Regions from separate parts of the Mus musculus genome. Here all the other regions are linked to region 3. The links are chromatin contacts, called in public promoter capture Hi-C maps. All regions are on one chromosome and are shown on one strand. The core of a region is the stretch at or near the end of the contact, and the rest is flanking DNA. Distances in the headings are between cores, read along the strand shown.

Region 1 (3,116 bases), core at 522-3,021, 470 kb after region 3:
GAGTGTGTTTATACATGTTCGTGTCGCCCTCAACCATAGCCAGAGATGATTTTCTATGCAGTCAGTGGCAGTTAATTCAGAGATTCATAACTGGCCCAAGAGCTGAGAATAAGTGACTATCCAGTGTTCATCCTCAAACAGGACATCGACATCAACCCCTGACTCCCAGGGCTCAGTGAGCCTCGTGGAAGACAGGACAGAAAAATCGTAAGAATTGGGGAATGGCGACGTGTAATTCAAAAAGCTACCTTTTGGGAAAGACATGGGTACTGACCCATAAACTCACTGACAGTATGGTTACTGCACAGGATCAAAACAACACGATCAGCCAATGGGACAGCAAGTGGCACTCATGGAACTTGGTAGTTTACAAAGGGGGAGTTGTATGAAGGGGAGAAGGGGATATGTGGTGGCTGGAGGAAATTGAAGCCGAGTTGTTGGTGAATATGATGGAGACGGAGTGTTGATGTGTATGAAATTTCGAAAAAGGTTTTGTTTTGTTTTGTTTTGCTTTAGGTCAGAAGATAGAGGTAAAAAACACCCTGTTTTCTACCAAACTCTTAAACAAGGTATACAAGAATTTGGCTAGAAAAAAACTCTTAGATTCTAGGCTCTAAGAAAACTGTGGAATTCCTCTCCACTGTCAAAGGAAGAACTACATTTGTGTGTGTGTGTGTGTGTGTGTGTGTGTGTGTGTGTGTGTGTGTGTGTGTGTGTGAGAGGCATAAGCATCATATGACTGCCAGCAAGCCACGGCAGATGTTGTTTCACGTGACAAGCCAATAAAACACCTACAAAGTCATTTGTGCCTATTCCACTGCTCAAACCTGTCCTCGTGTCTTACTCACCACACAACAAGAAGTACATATGTAACCTTTCAGCACTCTGCTCGGCACATTCTACCCCAGCCTCACTAGGAACGAGTTCTTCCACAATCCTTTTATTTTCCTTTATGCGATTAACTATCCTGAGGGGCCCAGGTCAGTTCGCTGGTTGCCTCAGGTTTCCAGCATAGACAGACTTTGCGGGCTCTAAGCAATGCCTTCCTTGGATCTTGCTTGGTTTCTGAAAGGCACAGGACATGGGTCTAACTAAACCTGTTCCTTCTACCTGTGGAGGTGTGTCATCCAGCTGCCTGTCCAAGTACTCCAGCAGCGCCACCACCTCCTCCCCGCTGTCGGGGTGCTGCTCGCGCACCCAGGTCTGCAGCTCCCCTGGCAGGATGGTCAGGAACTGCTCCAGCACCAGCAGCTCCAGGATCTGCTCCTTGCTGTGCATGTCTGGCCGCAGCCACTGTCTGCAGAGCTCGCGGAGCCGGCTCAGCGCCTGCCGGGGTCCGGCTGCCTCTGGGTAGCGGAAAGCACGGAAGCGCTGGCGGGAGCGGTCAGGCCCAGGACTGCCCAGCCAACTGGTCTCCTCTGCCAAGGGGGAGGCCTCTTCCTGTTCCACTTTCACCACTAGAAGCCCAGTGCCCTCTTCTGCAGACCGAGCGTTTAGGGCTGCGGACGTTCCGGGTTCTCTAGCCATTCTGTGCCAACTCCAGGCTCCTCTAGCTACAAGCTGTATCTGCAGAAGATTCTCGCAAGATGGGAATTCAGACTAGATCTATCTCCTCCCTCCCCTCGTGCTCTGGGTCACCAAAGGCACAGCTGCAGAGGTGTCACCTACAATCCTAGTCTTCTGCACTCCACCCTAAACCCACAATATTCTCAAGGGATGCTCGGGGCAAATAAACTACATCCAGACTCTGGTGGAAGCATTGTGGGAACCCAAGCCACTTCCGGCGCCCTCTAGGATGCGCTTCTCTGTGGTTCTTTCCAAATTAACCCATTATTGTTGGGGAAAGGATTGTAGACTATGGGTAACACAGGAGTATATGTTTAAGCAGAGGAAGTAAGTTATCCGGGACCCTTGGTTCTTTCTGATCTAAAGCTTGCCTTCATAATTGTTACAGTGCTGACTCGAAAATTCAGCTGGCAAGTAGACTTTGCAGAATGGGGAATGCAGGTGGGAAAAGGTAAGAAATTTGGTATGTCTTAGAAACCGTGAAAGAAGCAGGACACTCACTTGTCTGAAGGGGCCTGTCTGTCCCTGGTCCTGTCCTCTTCCTGCTGCTCCCTTTCCTCCCACTCCAGGCCAAACTACTTGAGAGAAGAATCCTCCAGACACGGACTCAAGATCCTACTTCCCACCACTTCTTAAGACACTATAGGCAGTAAAGAGCCAGTATAGTCTACTATGGCACCTATCCAAATAACTAGAGATTTCCAGCTCTTCAGCAAAAAAGTTTGTGCATTACAAGCATCCAAACTCCCTCTATGCACTTCCAGAAACTTTCTAGTCCCCAACCCCATGGACATCCCATTCCAACTTCATTTCTTCCTGTTTCTCTACAGCCTGGCTGACACACTAACACAAAGGTTAGATGCAAGCACTCCCAAACCTGAGAAAGGTGAACTGTCATCAACTAAAAGAAACTCAATAGACCGATCTGCCAGGTGCCGTGACAAACTTTACTTCGGCCATGACTAGAACCAAACAACTGTTGTGATGGGTGAGGTGGTGCAAGCTTCCTCCATCTGATATTCTTGCTGAGGCTGTTTCGAGGTTTAACTGGAATCTGATCTTCCTGTAGAATCCCATGGAAAACTACCCAGTGCTATTCTAGGAACGGATGATCAGAATGCCCTAGCTAAATTACCTAAGCTTTGTTGAAATTGCTTATTTGTTCAGGAAACCCCTCCAGCTAAGCCTTTATCTTAGCTGCCTATTTGTGTGGAATCTCTTTGCGGCTGTCTAACTGCTTGTCTTAAATTCTTTTAAAACTGCTTGCTTTGAACTGCTTGTCCTGTGGTCTCCACTACAGCTACCGAGGGAGATGCCTTGATGAAGTCTCTGCACTCAAAAATCCCATGCTCTGGACACTGGGGGCCACATCCAGATGCACCCCCAAAACTTGGATGTGGTCCCAGCTGGCTGGAATAAAGACTTTGATTGTATATACACTGTGTCTCAGTTATCATCTCTGGTAAGCTTCCCATAACACTGTAAAAAGATACAGCTAAGACATTGGGGAAAACTAGAACTCAGGAATACTAAGCAATTATTGGAAACTT
Region 2 (3,205 bases), core at 596-3,095, 490 kb after region 3:
CCCAGTCTCATACGTGCATTTATATAAGACCTGCAGGCAAATCTTGATATTTTGCTAGTTGTATACTCTGCTCTTCTCAGCCAGTACAGTCTGACGAATCACATTCCCTGGAATTCCTCCGGTTTTTATTACTAGTATTGGAGGATCCTTTCCATCTTTGAATGGCTGGAATCAGACTTAACAGTTTACAACTCTAAATTATACAGATGCTAGGACTTTGCAGGATTGGATGGCCTGAGGATGGGGCTTAGAATGTAGAATTCAATTATCTTTGGAGAGAAGAAGGACCAAGATGTGCCAATTTTCTTTCTAAAGTGTGTGTGTGTACGTGTGTGTGTGTGTTGTTGTTGTTGTTGCTGCTGCTGCTGCACAAGGTCAGAAGAACCCCTGGATGCCCTATAGCTGGAGTTGTAGGATATTATAAGCCGAGAGCCTAACCGCTGTGAACTGGGTTCTCTAGAAGAGCAGCAAGGGCTCTTAACATCTGGACCATCTCTCTGGGTTAAGATTTAAAAGCCCAACTATTGAAAGGTGACATGTTGCAGTAGGATGTCAAAGACTTGCAGGTAACTGGGAACTAGGAGACTTTAAACCATTTACCAGGACTGTTAGCCTGCAGGGCCCAAATCTGTCAGCGGGCTGAGGAATTACTGGGTTTCCTCCTCTAGCCTGGAAAGAAGAGTCTGCTTGGAAAGCAGTGACTAACAGTTAGACAAACGGGGAACAAAAATTTGCAATTCTCAGGCAATTTAACATATTCCTGGGTATGACAGGCTACTGTAGAATTTGGTCCCAATTTTTGACTCTATGGCTAAGCCCCTTTATGAAATTTTGAATGGACCCAGAAATAGTTATGGGTTTGGAACCTTTAAAAGGGGATTTGACATCTGCTCCTACCATGGGAATTTGGGGCTTGCAAAAGTCTTTTCAGTCAACATGGAAAGGATGGAGTCCTAATGTGAGTTCTCACTCAAATGATTGGAGGTGAACCTCAAACTGTGGCCTATTTATCAAAGTAAATGGCTAACAAGGGGGATTATAGGGGAGGGAAGGGTGGTAGGGGACTTTGTGTTAGACACTATAGGAAGGACTTAAACAGATGATTTGTTTGCTCTGAGTTAATCTGCACACAAAACATCTTAAAGCTGTGTTTGTTCTGACATGTTTGTTCTGAGTTAGCTTTACACACCATTGGCTTAGCAGACTGCAAAGCATATAACTGACACCACTATACATTAACCAGACTAAGCTCTGTTGAGTGCCTTCGTTCGAAGTCAAACAAGATAAGCTTAAAATAACAAAGTGAACTTCACTTTTTTTTTTCCACTTTTTTTTTCAGCAGCAGCAGCAGCAACAACAACAATAACATAGAAACTTTAGAAAGAAAATCGGCATATCTTTACCCCACTTCTCTTCAAATATCATTGAATTCTAAATTCTAAACCCTACACTCAGGCAACCAAATAAAGAAGGCACAGATAGGAGTCTTTGGAACTTGGTGGCAAAAGGGTGGGGAATGAAGAATAAACTTGAGCACTAATAATTAACTTTGGTTCTCTAGAATCCAACCTACATGATCATGCCAGCTTTTGCCTAAAGCCCAACCTAAAGATTCAATTGCTGTGTCTGTTTGCTGGTGGCTGTGATTACAGCCCGAGCTTTGTTATTCTAGTGATAGAGATGACATCTCTGTGTGAAAACAGTCAAACGAAATGGTCTGATTTATGTAAATGAAATCTTTCAACTTAGACCCAGTCAGGACACCACCGAGTTGAGTCCTGGTCCTCCCATCGTCCTAGAGCGGAGCCGGAAACTACTGGGCTGGAACGCAGATTTTGAGAGACGTGTGACTGACCCTGCGACCAGGGCGAGGGGGACGTACGGTGATCGGGTTCCAGCGGAGAGAGAACCCGCAAACTTGGGACTCTCGAGCGGAGGGTCTGGTTGATACACAGAAACTCTCCACACCTCGGAGCTGGGAGGACCAGAAGCTGGTGCGTGACGGAAGCTGCGGGGCATGGGAGAGGGAGGGAGCTCAGGACGTAGTTGGTGAGGCGGTTTCCTGCTGTTGCGCAGCTCAAGCTGACTGCAAGCTCCAGCGTATCTCCTACTTCAGCTTTCTGATGGCTGAGATTGCCAGCACTCCTGGGTTCTGTTGCTTTATTTTGTTGTGAGGGATTTTTCCCCCTTTTTTTGTTTGTTGTTGTTTGGTTTTAAGAGCGTTTCGTGAAGCCCGTGTTGGCCTCATCATTTGGCGGCGTATACTCTTAATTTGAACTCCTGTTTATCCTTCTATCTCCGAGCTCTGAGCTCATAAGCTGGAGCTGCCACACATGGCTTCTGCATGTTTAAGTAGTTACCACTGTAAGTAAATAGAATATTTGAGTAGATAATCCGAAATAGATGGGTAGACAGAGGCGGCTTTAAAAGGCATACGTGAGAGAACAGCGAATACAGAGGCCCTAAAGCTGGAGCTTGTCTGTCTTATTTAGGGATTAACGAGGGCACCAGGGTATTTCGAGCGCAGTGAATAAGATTGCCACAGAGGATAAGTAAGTGAACAAAGTGGCCATTTGGTTGTGTGAGGAACTTGGTCTTGGGTGATAGAAGGACATACTCAGACAGGTCTTGTAATTGGACACCCATAATGTGCATAGATTAGAGGATGAGCAGAAATGAAATCAAGAATGGGTTGCAAACCAAAGTTGGGTGCAATTAAAAACCTGCATCTGAGCATAGTGACTAATTTCTATAATCCTAGCACTTGGGAGAATTGCCCATTGTGGGCTAGGGAGTGAGAGCCTTGGGGAAAAGGAAAACTGGCAGGAAATCTGGCAGGAAGTGAAGACTGACTGTTGTAGTTGTGGCCAGGTGGATCCCACAGCTTTTGCTTCTGGATCAGATGTACACACACAAGAGAGAGAAGGAAAAAATAAATTCATAATTCGGGGGTCTGTAGATTTAAAAAAGGACCAAAGGTAAGTTCAGTCCACCGTTGGTGGTTCACGTCTTTAATCCCAGGTTTGGAAGGCAGAAGCAGTCAGATCTCTGAGTTCAAGGCCAACCTGATCTACAGGGCAAATTGTCGGACAAACAGAGCTACACAGAGAAACCCTGTGTGTGTATGGGGGAAGGGGTCTGGAGGGGGGGGGGGCAAAACCAAAAAAAAAAAAAACAAACCCCTGAAGATCAGCTTGGAAACCTG
Region 3 (3,230 bases), core at 525-3,024:
AAAAGGTTCAACTGAGGCCTCTGTACCATCCTGAGAAGGCTCAGCAGAAACAAACAAACAAACAAACAAACACACAAACAACAAAAACCAAACTCTGCCTTAATATTCATCTTTGTCTCTTGACACTTCACATGGTTCATACAGAGAAATGTGAAGTCCTCATTGATGAAGCAAGGCACTCTTGCTGAGTCCTCTCTGCTTCACATAAAGCATGAGTAAACAGTAGGGTATAATAGTGCATGCCTTTAATCCCAGCACTAAGGACGCAAAACCTTGTGGGTCCCAGTGAGTTTATTCAGTGACACTCTCCCATACCTAACGAAAGTAAAGACATGCAAGCACACACTTATACACATAAAACAAAATCTTTTTAAAAAAATTAACAAAAATGTGATAAGGGAAAGATAGTAATAGATCATACTCTTAGGTATTTTTAAAAGGACATTTAAAGAACTGTTTAGTTTTAGGCATTGCAATGTAAGAAATATGCTAACTAGGAAAAGACTACTCAAAGAAGTCTAGCGATCTTATATGGACCTATCATAGGAAATGAGACTTAGGCTGCTTGACAGGGAACTTAGGAGTTCTAACAGCTGAATTCACAGGTAACGGCATCATTGTAAAATTACTGACAGTATCTGGTGCTTTTAAGATCTACACACAGGTTACAGGACTAGGCACTGTTAGTAAAAGGAACTAAAAAACAAGGAAACATTTGCACCCAAATGGTGAGTTTAAGTCCACACACACACTTGCACCAGAACAAGCTTGAAAAAATTGCTTTCTGCAAGATATTTCAAAACTAATCTTTGCAATAAGTTAAAACACCTTTTTTTTTCTGACTAAAGTTTTCTATTCGGAAATGTAATAAAAGAGAAATGTCAAGAGGATCAGATATTCTGAACTGTTGTTCCTTTTCAAATTCTGATGTCCAGAACTCAGAATTAATTCTTTCAAGCCTCTTTCGATGATGTAATTAGGTTTCTTTACCCCTGGCCACATTACTTCTTCCTCCCACCTCTCAGTTCGCCATACACCAGTCCTCTCTGCCCTGGCCATTGCCATTACCTGCCATCCCAGGAGCTCTACGTCTTCCGCTAGAACTTGGACACGTGGATACCTGGGCAGCTTCAGTTTGGGACTTGGATGTCCCGCTCTCCTTCCAGAGTAGGTGTCTTATGCTCTACGAGACTGGCCTACCAGGCACAGGATACACTCTGCAGCACGCGTCTTACAGTCGCACCTCAGACTCGTACAGAGTAGCCAAGAGGTCCTGTCCAAGATCGGACGTGCACAGGGGAAGTTTGGATTGCTACAAGAAACAAAAAGTGAATAGGGAGCGAACAGCTCTGCCTCGCTGCAGTAGAGACTCTGGGCGCCCACCTAGTCTTGGCCACCCGCCCTCCACAGGGTCTGCGATCTCCCACTTTCCCAGGCGGCCAGACACACCTGTTGCGGGGCACACCAGAAAGGCGGGCTGCTCCGCATTTTGCTGGCCCGGCCCAGAACAAAGGAACAAAGCCTTGGGGAACCCGCGGTCCCCGGCAACGCCGAGGGGAGGCGCGCCCCCTTCCCTGACTCCCCGGCTTCCTCCCGCGCATGCCGCACTACGCGAGCCCGCAAGGTGACGTCACACACCCAAGGCGCTGGTGGTTGCCATGGTGATACCTGGACTCCAGTCTTGTGACGCACTCCAAGGATCCTGGATCCAGATGACCTGGGATGGTCATCAAAACTCAGGCTGTGAGTTTACGCCGTGGGACGAGCCAAACGCCCACCCCTTTCCACGCCCACAGTCGGCTTAGCGGTCACTTCCGGTCGCGTAGACCCTTTCCCTTGGTTTCCCCCTCCCCGCAACACACAGGAGCGCCTCACCGGGGAACACAAAGGACCACAATTCCCAGAATGCAACGCGCAGTGTTTCTGAATTACTTTTCCCAGGTTTCCACAAATGCTGCAGTCCCTCCTGGTGGCTCGGGAGGTTGAACCTGCCTACCGTTTGTGTCCAGTGATTTGGATTGTGAGCAGAGGTGGCCATATATAGCGTTTGTAACCAATATTCACACACCCTCAGGGTTTTGGGCGGAGATGTTGGGGGCAGTACCATGCCCCTCAGGCTGGTCTCGAACTTGCTATATACATGTGGCTGGCCTTGAAATCCTGATCCACCTTCTCCACCTCCTAAGGATCTGACCTCCCCTCACAGAGAATTTCAAAATGCAAGCGTACATTTCATCGTTCAACCCTACTTTTATTACCTGGTTGGTCTGCATTCTCATTTATATGGTATTTGTCGTTTTGAAAATATTTTTTCGTTTTCATGTCTTCGAAAAACGACTCTCATTTTTTTTTTAAATACTAAAGAAGCCGGGAGAAGGTGATGGTACAGTATTTTACATACTGCACGTTTCCTTGCCTAGCACTTAAAGCATATCCATTAGTGCTCTAGACGAACACAGAAGATTGCAACAAATAGGTTTTTATGTTTCAAAGATGTGGCCCACTCATCTAAGGGCTTCTGTTCCTCCCCAGTTATTTGACAGAAGGGCTAAAGTGGCTCCCCTCCTTAGCTGAGAGCACCAGACCTGGAAATGATAATGCTACACATGAAAACTTTAAGGAAAGGGGATGATATTTAGAGAAATGGTTGCAACAAGACATTCGATAAAAAAGAGAATGCAAACAGCAATCATGTTTAGTTTTTTTTTTTTAATTGATTTTATGTGTCTGTTTGTGGGCATATGTGAAGGGACATGCTTTGGTGTCCAGAAAAGGATGTAGGAGCCCTTGGAACTAGAATTTATAGAAGACTGCATGCTTAGGACCAGACTTCTAACACTAGCTTTTCTGTTTGCTGGCTAGGAGCACCTCACAGGTTTTGGTTCTGGGAATGGGGCTCTGTTGAAATAAATGCCTGGACACATGAAAGTGACTTTGAAATTTGATTATGAGTAGAAGCTAGAAGAATTACTGAGTTATAGCATTTAAACTAAATTATTCTTAAAAGATGGATGCTGGGGATGGTGAGATAGCTCAGCGGGTAAGAGCACTAACAGCTTTTCAGGAGGTCCTGAGTTCAAATCCCAGCAACCACATGGTGGCTCACAACCATCTGTAGTAACATATGAGGCCCTTTTCTGGTGTCTAAAGACAGCTACAATGTACTTACATATAATAAATAAATTATTTTTTAAAAAGTCTCAAATGCCTTTAAAAAATGGATGCTATAT

Evidence for each region. Promoter capture Hi-C pulls out the DNA fragments that hold promoters and counts their contacts.
Region 1: a contact with region 3 is called in a promoter capture Hi-C map of cranial neural crest. The contact joins the promoter of Zkscan4 here to the promoter of Zfp184 in region 3. A contact is called at or near these places in 2 of 39 promoter capture datasets (cranial neural crest and pre-B cells) and 1 of 115 datasets of contacts at active chromatin or transcription factors (pancreatic cancer cells).
Region 2: a contact with region 3 is called in a promoter capture Hi-C map of pre-B cells. The contact joins the promoter of Zscan26 here to the promoter of Zfp184 in region 3. A contact is called at or near these places in 3 of 39 promoter capture datasets (cranial neural crest, maxillary cranial neural crest and pre-B cells) and 1 of 115 datasets of contacts at active chromatin or transcription factors (pancreatic cancer cells).

What each region holds. Positions count from the first base shown.
Region 1 is chr13:21,477,504-21,480,619 of GRCm38.p6, reverse strand. Zkscan4 (zinc finger with KRAB and SCAN domains 4) reads right to left here and starts at 1,771. Exons shown (of 3, transcript NM_001039115.2): 1 at 1,111-1,771. The coding sequence starts at 1,527. Gm40828 (a long non-coding RNA gene) reads left to right here and starts at 1,795. Exons shown (of 2, transcript XR_873159.3): 1 at 1,795-2,017; 2 at 2,397-3,003.
Region 2 is chr13:21,452,367-21,455,571 of GRCm38.p6, reverse strand. It overlaps Zscan26 (zinc finger and SCAN domain containing 26), which reads left to right and starts at 1,845. Exons shown (of 6, transcript NM_001347491.1): 1 at 1,845-1,994.
Region 3 is chr13:21,943,638-21,946,867 of GRCm38.p6, reverse strand. Zfp184 (zinc finger protein 184 (Kruppel-like)) reads right to left here and starts at 1,774. Exons shown (of 6, transcript NM_183014.1): 1 at 1,669-1,774; 2 at 1,069-1,312. The coding sequence starts at 1,075.